Linked DNA regions of Zea mays: region 2 is linked to region 1. Evidence: chromatin contacts called from public Hi-C data. All regions are on one chromosome and are shown on one strand. Each heading gives the region's core, a stretch centred on a gene start, on an enhancer-like site or on the middle of the called end of the contact. The rest is flanking DNA. Distances are from core to core; before and after follow the strand shown.

Region 1 (6,332 bases), core at 1,646-4,145:
ATGTATTAAGGTGGTCCTTAATAATGAGTTTAATTTACAACCTTCAATCATTTCAGTTGGTCCAATTCACCCCTTAGGGCTAGTTTGGAAACTTAACTCCTCTTAGGAATTGGAGGGGATTGAGGGATAAATGAACCCCTCAATCCTCTACAATTCCGAAGGGGGTTTGAGTTTCCGAAGTAGCTCTTAAGAACAAGTTGAGTTCTAATTTCAAAATTTGTAAGATGATAAAGATCAAATTTCATGTTAAGAACAATTACATATTTTTTCATGTTACAATTTTGAATCACTAGTATTATTTTATTACTGCATTTCCTAACCTATCAAAATAGTGACGATAAGTTTGTGATGTCTTTGTAACAATAATTATGATGTCTATCACCTCATAAAATTTGAAATTAAAACTCCAACTTGTAGTAGAGAAACCGAAATAACATATCTTCCTTAGCAAATTGAACTACTAAAATAGTTGGAGGCAGGAGGTGAGTAAATCGATCTAAACATTGGTTTGGGAGATTTATCTAGACACGGGCAAAACTTCAGGGGAGTAATTTATAGACTTTTTCCAGTCAAATATCTCACCTTCACGTCCCTGCTTGATAAAAACTTGCCCAAGTTGTGAAGAATACATTTTAAATCATCCATCTGCAGTTGTGAAATAACGGTAGCCCGTGACCACATGAATCGAAACAGTAAGATTGAATTTGAAATAATAGATCATGCTCGTATATTACCTTGAGATATCCTGCTCTATTTATGTCAAAGTACCTAAAGGCCTATAAGATCGATGGAGAAAAGATCATGCAGTCATATTAGCTGGCAGACCACAATCCAAACAAACCCTTAATATCTCCCATGAATCAGAGAAAAAACAAACATTACCTGCAACAGGTCCTTGTCGACCACCTCATCTTTTGCTGGCTTAACCTCCTTACTAACTACCTTTTCTCCACCTTCCACAGAATCTCCTTTCTCTGCCACAGACAGTTTGTCCTCCATTGAAGCAGCTCTTTCATGGGTATTAGTAATATTTCCTACTTCAGGTTGTGTTGAACTTCTGTTATTTCCACCATCTGCTGTCGCTACTTCTGGCTTAACATCTCTGTCATTTGTGTTCTCATTCTGTGCCACCAGAAAATGAGGTGTCACAGGGACAGATTAAGCATGGAACTAGTTCTGTACATCTCTTGCATAAAGTTGAACCTCAAACATAAAAATAGCGAGATGATATTATATGTGAAATCATACAATATGACAACAATACATGATAAGATCTTATAAAATTCTAAAATATAAGATTAGTGAAAGGCGGTCTCAAGCATTATAGGGGGACAAAGTAGGCTAATAGCCCAGATGACCATGACTGTTGGTGATTGCCACAAGCTATATAAGGAAAAGAAATTTATTGTGGAAGTTTAAGAAAACACGAGGTGATAAATGACATGACAGTTAAATTAATGAAGAGCTGAATCAACTAGGTCAAAAGCTGGAAAAAAAACCTGTTCTCCATTCTGTGCTCCAGCATGAGCATCATCCATGTCCTCATCATCTTCATATATTTCTATTTCTTCAGGATCTTCCTCGTATTCAGGATCTTCCTCTGCCATATTTGCATCAGCTGCAGGTTTATCGAGAACAGCTTCTGAATGATCAGTGTTCATATTTTCATCACCCTCTTTTGCTGGTTCGCCATGGTTAACAATTGGATGATCTGTGCCAAGTTTTATCTGACCCTCTTTTGGCAGTTCAGCATGAACATTTGCTGATTGATCTTTGCTCATCTTTTCTTCATCCTCTTTTGTCACTTCAACGCTGCCTCCTAGGTTATCAACACTTTCAATTATAGTCTCATGCATGGTCTTGGATCGCTTCTCTGAGGATTTCTTCTCTTCTTTCTTTAGATCTTCCTCTCTCTGGCGTTTGCGTTGATTCCTCTTCACAACATAACGCCTGTACAGTTTCTGTTAAGGAAAAAGAACATGTTATGAAACATATCAATATGCCAAAAGGCCCAAAACATACTGCAGGGTGGCAACTTTCATGGTAGGATGAGCCAAATTCTGTCATACGACAGCGTCCAAACCTAGATTAATAAAAAAATTATGACTACCACACAAAAAGAAAAATGCACCATCACCACACACCAATCAAGGTTACCCATGAAAAAATAGTGACAAAACCAGTTTGCCCAGACTCTTGGATCTAAAACACTTCACCGTATTAGACTCACCACACATGATTCAGATTGCACGTGATATTTGTTAAGTCCAAAATACTTGCCAATTTATATACTCATGCTGGTGTCCAAGTAACAGTGACATGTGAAATAGTTTTAGTAGTTGATGTCTTGAAAAAGAGCACCTTCAGTCTCGTAGTGGCAAAACAAATTAGTGTGAACAAAGAATAAGAGAACAGCCACTGAATTATCAAATACTAGTGAGCAGCTGATCATTCAGAAACAAAACATAGAATCATTAGGTTTAGAAGGTATACATAAAGAGGCTGAAGGGACCACAGAACTGATGGACATAATAAACCACCAAAAAGCCGTTCGTTACATTTCACGCCAGGGTATTTTGAATTACACAACAGTACAATTAAGTCTTTTGGACATGTCACTAGAACAATTACAATAGGAGAGAATTATTTGAAGCTTAGCTAAATCATTTGCAAAGCACAAAGGATGAGAATTATTTGAAGCTTAGCTAAATCATTTGCAAAGCACAAAGGATGTACCTCAAGAAAAGACAGGATAACACAACCCATTCTGTGTTGAAGCATTTCACTGAATGACTCAGCAAACAAAGAAAGCTGAAAAAGGAATAGAAGAACAGATCAGTGTACATCCGCATGAGCTCTCAAACACAAAAAAAATGAAAAGAGACTTCAGTTACGTGGTGTGGGATGCTCAAATTTGCCAACTAGGTAGCAGCAAAACATATAAAGGTGCACAAGTAGTAGTCCCTTTTGATATATACTAACAAAAAGTAATTACAAAACACAGACCTCAAATACAGACTCCTCTATATCCTTGGCAGTATAATCTAGGAGGCCATCCAACGAAAGGGATGTTGAACGGAGCTGCAAAGCAGAATTCCTTCAGATATCATGGACAACTCATCCAAGTAAGTTTGAATAATAGAATTATATATAAAAAAAGTAAACTAAGTAGCATTTTACCCATACTTTAGATTCTTTATTCCTTTTCGTCTGAAGAATGAATCCTGGATATTTTGGTGGTTCATCAGACCTCTTCTTTTCTTTTGTGTCATTGAGTGGTTTTTGCTTTGGATCCATCTTGAGGTCTCTATTTTTCTCTTTATCATCCATTGCTTTATCCTTCTTTACATCATTTTTCATATCTTTTTGTTCCATAGCTTCCTCGTGATTACCCTTATCCTCATTTGAACTGAGGTCAGTCAATGGGTGTTCCTTTTCCTCTGGCTTCTCTTTCTGATTTGAGATATCTTCAGATGGAATTTTTGACCCTTCTTGCAGCTTAGTCTGAGGATTTCCAACATCGATTGAACTCTCAACATTTTTATCTGGCTGAACTTCTGCTTCTTGCTTACTAGTCTCGGCAGGTGTAGTAGAGGCAGTCAACTGCGAACCTGGACCCGAAACTTTCCTTTTAACAATCCTTCGAATTATTTTCTTCTTCCCAGTTTTCTTTGCTTCAGGCTGTTGACTTATGCCAGCTCCCACCTGTTGTTTTCCAGCATCCTCATTCTTTTGTTGACTCTGCCCCCCTTCTGCAGTTTTATTTGCAGATTCTGCTACAACATTCTTGTCCTCGGAACAAGATTTATCAATTGAAGGTCCTGTTGTTTTTTTCCGAACAACTTTCACAACCTTTTTTATTATTTTCTTTTTTGTGGGCTTCTTATCCCCAGCTGCATGGTCAATAGAGGAGTCACCTGTAGTTTTTACTTCAACATCCTCACCCATCTTCTGAACAGGTTCCTCAACTTTAACTTTACTGTCTCCATCATTACCTTGCTGCTTCATATCAGCATCACATTTCTCATTTTTCATATCACTGCAACCAACACCACCCTCTTTTAATTGATCAGCATCTAAACTTTTACCCTTATTCAGCTCCCCTGAAACTGTTAACAAACGACTTCAGTTTTGCTCTAATAACAGACAGGTAAAAAAAATTCAATGAGATGCAACATGGAAATCTTCCAAACCTTGCATCTGCTCTTTCGAATCACCAGGACTCTGAAACAAGGCAACACAGATTTAAAAAACTTTTAGTGAGAACTCCAAAGAAAGAAAGAAAAGTTATTCACCAAATCCATAATGGGACAAAGTAACCTTTTCCTTTTTAACAGTGAGTTCTTCCCTTTCTGCCTTTGATTTTTTGTACAGAATCCAGTTATTCTTCCATATATCCACTGAAGGCAAGCATTCAGACAAGTTTGGCACAAACAGAACAGTAATTTCTTTATGACTGAAGAGTCCATCTTTGCCTATTCTATTGTAATGTACCTGCATGTGTAAACATGCATCAGTTAATATTCCATCAACATGTAGTACGAAGTGGAGGAACTACAAGATACGTATACCATACAAATGTACAATAGCCCAACAAAGTTGTAACCTACAAGTTATCAATCATACCAAAATATGGATGTTGTGGCTATGTTACGGCAGAACTTCAGCAATGACTCGCAAGAATTTGATATCAGAGATAGACAGAAGCAAAACTATTCAAGAGAATATTGAATAGATCAAACATGCAAATTTGTTCAAATGTTAAGGCATGATTTGACTTGGCATATACACGTAATCTGATTGTCAGTAAAAACTTACAATGTTAAACTTGATATGCATCCATGCCTCAGAAATTTGACATACGGAGTGAAGTGTTGGTAGTTGTACTGGCCAGTTTATTTATCTAGCGATAGTTTTCTTAATCTTGAATATAATGCAGTGAGGAATAACATTTCATAAACATTCTTTTTAAGTTAGACATTGTCATCAAACTTGCAACATTACACAAGGCAGAAAACAATGAAAAAGGGTAGCGGTGTCAGGTACAAAGATGTTTTCCATGAGAAGACAGCATGCAGTAAGTATAAACAAAGTTTTTAAAAAATTAAGGTACTGAAACATATATATTCACAAGTACCTCGACAAAACGGTTCCAGTGGGTGCAACTAGATAGATCAACTTGAACCATTTCTTTAACACATCTGTCGAAGTACGATCATATCAGCACAACTGCAAGTTGGTCATCATACCTTGTTTGATAACAGCATACCTGATGGCAGTTTGAATCAAGCAAGAACAGTCAACTGAGGGGTCACCACCATCTATTGCTGCATTCCAAGGGCCTCCAATTGCAAATAGAGAACGATCCTTCTTGAATAAAGCAAATTTTAATATATTGTTCAAGTGCACAACTCGTTCCTCAGTACTTCTCAATGAAGTTATGTCAGCAAAGGCACCTTTGCTCATGCCACTCATCAATAGTACCTGCAAACCATCACATGTATAAGCAGCACTGCAACAGGAGTAATTTGGAAATGATTTATAAAAATCATATAACAAAAACTGTTATTCCATATGATGGTTATCACTGGAAGTGAGATAAGCTCAAGTAAGCATATCAATGCCAAAATAAGAACAGAATTTTAATGCCCTTGGGTAACTTAAGGCAGCACACAAAGTGATGCAATGATCTATTTGCAAGCAACAATAAATTGTTCTCGATATGTACAAACATTAGTATACTGCAGTTTTCTTAATGCCATAAATATTGCTGTGATTTTCAAATAATGTGGTCTTCGGCAACATCCAAACAGACCTAAAACTATATGCCATATGTTTCCTTCAGATTCACGTATACAATGTACGACAGTATAACAAGTTACTCCAGATCAGCTTATCTACTGACCACTAGAGCTACAACTTGAAACGCATACAGAAAAAACAAAATTCCTAAAAAGCAGATATAAAACTGTAGATAGAAACCTTTGCATTCCAAATGGTGGCTGGAGTATTGAAGCTTGGTGTTTTCTCAGTGGAGATAATTGCTCCTTCATCAGCATTATCATCTGAATCATGGATATCATGCTCCAAACTGGTTCACAGCAATTGTATCATAGTGCCAATTGTACAGTTAATTGGAAACATGAGAACTCCAAGAAGGAACACATGTATAACAGTATTTATGCATAGTAATGTGTTCATAAATAAAAGGAATACCTCACTGGTGTATCGAGAGGAAGATTTAAGTTTTCTTTAGCCCAGTTCAAGACAATCTGTGCAACAGCAAATTATACAAATTAGAGTGACAGAGAATGCCAAAAGCCAAGTTGAAT
Region 2 (6,452 bases), core at 1,473-3,972, 360 kb before region 1:
TGGCGAGTAGAAGAGCCTGTGACTGAGGATCCTGGTGAGCAGCAGATAGAAGTAGCTGAGCAGGAGCTCATTGAAGGCAAGTTGTGCCCTTGACCACTTTTTACCCAATAATGTTCTTTAATGTCACTTATTCATGCATAGGTTAATTTTTACCACAAAGCGAGGAGTTTGATCTGATCTAGGTAGCGTTTCTGAGTTGACATTGGCGCCAACGACGATCCTTAGTTCGTTTTATATTTATATTTTATTTTGTAATAAGACTTCCGCTATGTAATAAATACTCTGATGTTTTATGACATTCATCTCTATACACTCTGTTATTATATATGTTGTCTTCTTGGCGCATGTATGAGATGCACCTGGCTTTGTTCCTTAAAGCCGGGTGTGACAGTAGCACATCTGGTGGTGCAACGATCCGGTGTACTACCTCGCTAATGAGCCCGGGGTGTACTTCATTTGACAGCCCAACCAAGAGTCATACGTACTCACCATGTTGCGCGCGTTCGACGACTACTATATCAAGGATTATAGCGTCATCTCGGCGCTGGAGTTTACACAGTGGATGACCGACAACAATGACCACTCGCCATCGTCGGGGTAGCTTTTGTGCCGATCTGCCTTTAATTCTCTTCGCAAACACACACTTGCCTTTTTATTTAAGCAAGCGTGTATGATGGTGCGTGCCTGATGACTAACGATGTACGACGGGACTTATACCGGCAGGTGTGGCACGTGCTCTCTAATGATGAGACCATACAAATCGTGACATATATCGAAGTCTGCATGACACTGATGGTTGCAATGTAGTAGTGAAACAACTAAATTAAAATAACAAAATTTATGTATGGCTAGGATCACAAATGGACTATAAAATATTTTTATAACAATATAAGACATATTTTATATATAAGTTATCATGGTATTAGATGATCCCGTTGCAACGCACGGGTACTCATCTAGTTATTCAAAAAAGTAATTTAGTTCATACGAAGATCTTTTCGCTTTTCACTTAGTCTCTTTAATTTCTTTATTATAACACATATGTAATTTTAAATCTTGGAAAAACATTCTCTAGATTACTCAAAATACTATTTTGAGGTGTTACAAAAAACCTAGTTTGCACATTTTAAATTGCTTATTTACATAGGTTTTATTCTAAGAATTTATTTGTGGCCTAGTTTAGATATAGTTTTTAGAAGCTCTAATTCAGCCCCCTCTTAGGCGTCATTGTTTCCTACACCCCCTTATCGTCGAGCCCATTGTGGGCTCAAAGCACCTCTCCAAGGTGTTGATGGAGAGAGGAAGTGGCCTCACTAACATGTATGTTGAGACTTGTCGTTAGATTACACTTGTCGTTTATGCTTGGGATGATACTGGATGTGTAGCCACGGATGAGCTAAAAAGCCTCTATGTTATTGTAAACAAAATTTATTTCGCTTCTGTGCTAAGTATGCTTACCATTGGTGCAATATGGATCATAGTTGCAACACCATCATGATCACATCCTTGAGGATAACTCGTGCTATTAGTTTATTGGGAAATGCCAGGATTGACTTCCTCCGTGAGGATTTCACACACTTAATCATAGAGCAGCACATTATCCAAGGTCACTTATGCTATCTCCAACAGCCTTGTGATCCCACCTCCTATCGTACTTACTATTTCAAACTCCATTATAAACAGTACAAAACAATGTTTTGCACGACTATATGTACACACGCTCTGGTGAGCACGACCTTAAATCTCCCGACCAGTTTGATTCCAACTAGCAGTTGGTTACTAAAAAAATTAGTAGAAATCTTTGTTTGATACTTCATTTAATGTCTTATCTATTACCCAGCGAACATTAGTGTTCTAAATCTTATCACTTGCTAGCTAGCAAGTTGTACCTTGCTAAAATCTTAGTAGTAGCCAGCACCCCTATTTATACTAATGGAACACCTCTTATTAATTCCTACTTTCTTCGTTGTAAATCATGAATTATTTAAAACAACTTACCATTTCGAGTGGAAGAGTAATTGCTAACTATTAGTAACTAGTAAGATGGATCTAAACATGAGTTAGCATATTCTATCTCCCTTATAAAATATGGCATGGTTACAAGACTTTATTTATACTTTTTTCCATTCCAAATTATAAGTTATTCCACTACACCCGGATATATAGTAAGAATCTAGATATACTATATATGTATCACGAGGAGCACGCGCTCTTGAGCTCTGCACCAAGACAGACGGATACGGCTTATCTTCCGAATTCCGATCTCTGACTCCATGGCACGTCATGCCATACGCATGTACGCCATTAATGAAGGCCGAGAGAGACGGCTAGCCGCACGAGGGCAAAGCAGCCAAGGACAACAAACAATCCGGCCCGTCACGTCCGTACCCCGTTTCTTCGTCTCTAGCTGTTTCACATGGAAAAAGAATCCTTGCTTCCGCGCGGCTGAAAGTGACGGCGGAAGAGTCCGAGTTTTGCATTCGTATCTGGCCTTTTTTGCGTTACCTGCCCGGCTGCCCCACGAGAACGCTAGTCGCAAATTTTGCGTTTCTCAGCTCGCATCGGTCGGTCCGCGCTGTGGTGTCGGGCATTTCTGATGGATGCGATGAGAAAAAAAGAAGTATATCGTCGAAACCGGATCCGCACGCCGCTGGAGCCGCTACAGTGCACTTCCCTGCATAAAATGCGGGTCAGCCTAGCATACCTACCCGGCTGGCAGTGCCGCTAGCCCGCTACAGTGCCCTCCATGCAAAATACAGCGCTCAAGACAACAGCAGCGAATGCCAATGCCAATTAATAACTAGCTACTGTCTCGTCCGTCCAGGAAATAGGCCGGAGAAGGAGACGCCTCGGCCTCTCATTGCTGGGTGCGCTCCATGTTAGCGGCCGTAATGGCTGATAGCGGCGATGCGGCCATGGCCGTTGTTCTTGGTAAGAACTAGGAGAGGAGACGGCCGAACCTTTTATTTGCTTGCTCGTATAGATCCTTTCCTCTTTCTTGCTTCCGTATCGCTAGATCTCAGCTGTTGGTTGGATCAATGGTTTGCCATACCTGCTGATAATATAACGAGCTTGCTCTTATTGGTTGCCTCGATCGCATGGCAGGCTGGTCGTCATCTTGGATCTGCGGGGAAGAGGACGGCGGGCGGCTCACCCTCACCGTCGCGTCCAAGTGCGTGCAGAGGACACTCATAGACTGCGTCAATGTGGTCCTGTTCATCGCGTACGTCTGCACGCTGGCTGCCGCCTGCGTCAGGCGGCGGCAGCGCTCTGCAGATGCGAGCAGCGGGAGGAGCGGCGCTCCTAGTAGGTGGGTGCTGCTCGTCGTCTCCACGTGCTGCGTGGCAGCTGCCGTGGCCTACTGTGTCACGGCTCTCCAAGACGCCTACGACATCAAGACGGCGGTTCCTTACTTCGTCAGGGGCCTGGTCTGGATCGCGCTGGCGGCCTCGCTGCACGCCCAGCCGACGAGGCCGGCGAGGGTCGTGGCCGTGCTCTGGTGGGTGCTCTTGTCGCTGCTGGCCACCGCGTACAATTCGGAGATCCTTGCCGGGGGGCACAGCCTGGACCTCGCGGAGATGATTGCGTGGCCGGTGAGCCTCCTCCTGCTGCTCTGCGCCCTCGGCTCCCTGCTGCCGCGGGGCGACGGGCACCACTACCGGGACGCCTCCAACGGCAGCAGCGGCTTGTCGGAGCCTCTGATCGGCAATGACAGAACCGTGCCAACCTCGGAGTTGTACCGCGCTGGCCTGTTCGGCCAGCTTGCCTTCTCGTGGTTGAACCCTCTGCTCCGTGTCGGCCGCTCCAAGGCGCTGGACCTCGGCGACATCCCGCTCATCGCCACCGACGACACCGCGCACCACACGTCGCAGCAGTTCACGGAGGCCTGGAGCCGCCACGTGAGCGACAAAGCCAGGAGCCGCCGGGGCGTGGGCAGCAACAGCCTCGCCCTCGTCTTGGGCAAGTGCTTCCTCAGCGAGATCCTGCTCACCGGCTTCTACGCCTTCCTGAGAATGCTGTCCATAGCAGTTGCCCCCCTGCTGCTCTTCGGGTTCGTGTGGTACAGCAACCAGGAGGAACGAGACCTCCGGGTCGGCCTGTCCCTTGTCGGCTGCCTGCTGCTCGCCAAGCTCGTGGAGTCGCTGTCGCAGCGGCATTGGTTCTTCAGCTCGAGGAGGACCGGGATGCGTATCCGGTCAGCGCTGATGGCGGTCATCTTCCAGAAGCAGCTCAGGCTGTCCATTCAGGGGAGGAACAACCACTCCACTGGCGAGATTGTCAACTACATTGCGGTTGATGCGTACCGGCTTGGCGACGCCATCAGCTGGCTGCACATGGGGTGGACCTCGCCACTTCAGCTCGTCTTTGCAGTTGCCACGCTCTTCTGGGCACTCAAGCTTGGGGCTCTTCCTGGTCTAGTCCCGCTAGTCATCTTTGGTTTCCTCAACGTGCCATTCGCGAAAATGCTGCAGGGGTACCAGGCCAAGTTCATGGTTGCACAGGACGAGAGGCTCCGGTCCACGTCGGAGATACTCAACAGCATGAAGATCATCAAGCTGCAGTCGTGGGAAGACAAGTTCCGCAGCACGATCGAGTCGCTCAGGGACGGCGAGTTCAAATGGCTGAGGCAGACCCAGATGAAGAAGGCCTATGGTGCAGTCATGTACTGGATGTCCCCGACGGTCGTCTCTGCTGTCATGTACACAGCAACGGCCATCATGGGGAGTGCTCCCCTGAATGCTAGCACGCTCTTCACGGTCTTGGCCACCCTGAGGGTAATGTCTGAGCCAGTGAGGATGCTTCCGGAGGTCCTCACAATGATGATCCAGTACAAGGTGGCATTAGATCGAATTGAGAAGTTCCTTCTCGAAGACGAGATCAGAGAGGACGATGTGAAAAGGGTACCTTCAGATGACTCTGGTGTCAGAGTTCGAGTCCAAGCCGGAAATTTCAGCTGGAAGGCAAGCGGAGCTGATCTGTCACTGAGGAATGTTAACCTTCGCGTGAACCGAGGAGAGAAGGTGGCCGTATGCGGCCCAGTTGGCTCAGGGAAATCTTCACTCCTGTATGCATTACTTGGGGAGATACCAAGATTATCAGGATCAGTAAGTGACCAGGGACTGAATGTTTTTTTTCTCTTTACGAAATAAAAGATTTCAAACATGTGTTGTAACTGAGAAAACAACAAACTTATATTTTGCAGGTTGAAGTTTTTGGTTCAGTAGCATACGTTTCACAGAGCTCGTGGATACAGAGTGGGACTGTTCGTGACAACATACTCTTTGGGAAGCCTTTCAACAAGGAACTGTATGATAAGGCGATCAAATCTTGTGCTCTGGACAAGGATATCGAAAATTTTGACCATGGAGACCTCACAGAGATCGGTCAGAGAGGACTGAACATGAGTGGAGGCCAGAAGCAAAGGATTCAGCTGGCTCGAGCCGTCTACAGTGATGCAGATGTTTATCTACTGGATGACCCATTCAGTGCAGTTGATGCGCATACCGCTGCAGTCCTTTTCTATGTATGCTGCAGATAAGCTCCTCGAACTTTATCCATGAAATGGTATGTTTTCTGCTTCACGTAGTACTAAGGCCAATGTTCATGCAGGAATGTGTGATGACAGCACTTGCAGAGAAGACTGTCGTCCTTGTGACCCACCAGGTTGAATTTCTGACTGAAACCGATAGGATTCTGGTAAGTTGATACTCTCAACACAATCGCTTGTGATTCTTTATATCAGAGGTCCTCAGTTCATAATCTACAATGCGTTCAACAGGTAATGGAAGGTGGTCAAGTTAGTCAACAAGGGAAATATTCAGAACTCCTGGGATCTGGGACAGCATTTGAGAAACTGGTGTCTGCTCACCAGTCTTCGATCACAGCATTGGATACCAGTGCTAGCCAACAGAACCAAGTTCAAGGGCAACAAGAGTCTGATGAATACATAGTGCCAAGTGCGCTTCAGGTTATAAGGCAGGCCAGCGACATCGACGTGACCGCAAAGGGCCCTTCAGCAGCAATACAGCTTACAGAAGAGGAAGAGAAGGGCATTGGCGACCTGGGATGGAAGCCATACAAAGAATATATAAATGTATCCAAGGGGGCTTTCCAATTCTCTGGCATGTGTATTGCTCAAGTGCTCTTCACGTGCTTCCAGATCGCATCCACATATTGGTTGGCAGTGGCTGTTCAGATGGGTAACGTCAGTGCTGCACTTCTTGTTGGGGCATATTCTGGACTCTCTATCTTCAGCTGCTTCTTTGCCTACTTTAGAAGCTGTTTTGCGGCTATTCTGGGTCTCAAGGCCTCCAAAGCATTCTTTGGCGGGCTAATGGACTCCGTATTCAAGGCTCCCATGTCATTTTTTGACTCAACACCAGTGGGAAGAATTTTAACGAGGGTATGGTTGTTATTTTATTTTACCGTATTTGTTCAAATAAGATCATAGT

The links. Hi-C and Micro-C count contacts between places; a contact is called where the count stands out from the background.
Region 2: a Hi-C map of endosperm shows a contact between it and region 1, with 3 times the contacts expected there. The contact joins the promoter of LOC100037760 here to the enhancer-like site in region 1. A contact is called at or near these places in 4 of 25 Hi-C or Micro-C datasets (ear, endosperm and leaf).

What each region holds. Positions count from the first base shown.
Region 1 is chr9:74,930,469-74,936,800 of Zm-B73-REFERENCE-NAM-5.0, reverse strand. It overlaps LOC103639973 (protein SHORT ROOT IN SALT MEDIUM 1), which reads right to left. Exons shown (of 23, transcript XM_020543866.2): 10 at 6,217-6,272; 11 at 5,983-6,091; 12 at 5,270-5,484; 13 at 5,138-5,201; 14 at 4,321-4,494; 15 at 4,194-4,224; 16 at 3,187-4,109; 17 at 3,007-3,081; 18 at 2,737-2,811; 19 at 1,500-1,961; 20 at 883-1,122; 21 at 735-776; 22 at 583-645. Among protein-coding and RNA genes, the nearest start is that of LOC103639973, 18 kb to the right of the region's middle. Within about 2 kb of position 2,895, at least 1 of the 20 cell types and tissues checked has an H3K27ac peak or open chromatin away from gene starts, as enhancers often do. A contact at or near this core is called in endosperm, where this site is marked.
Region 2 is chr9:75,288,697-75,295,148 of Zm-B73-REFERENCE-NAM-5.0, reverse strand. It overlaps LOC100037760 (multidrug resistance protein associated 1), which reads left to right and starts at 2,722. Exons shown (of 12, transcript NM_001112472.2): 1 at 2,722-2,931; 2 at 3,106-5,105; 3 at 5,204-5,524; 4 at 5,611-5,697; 5 at 5,780-6,403. The coding sequence starts at 2,877.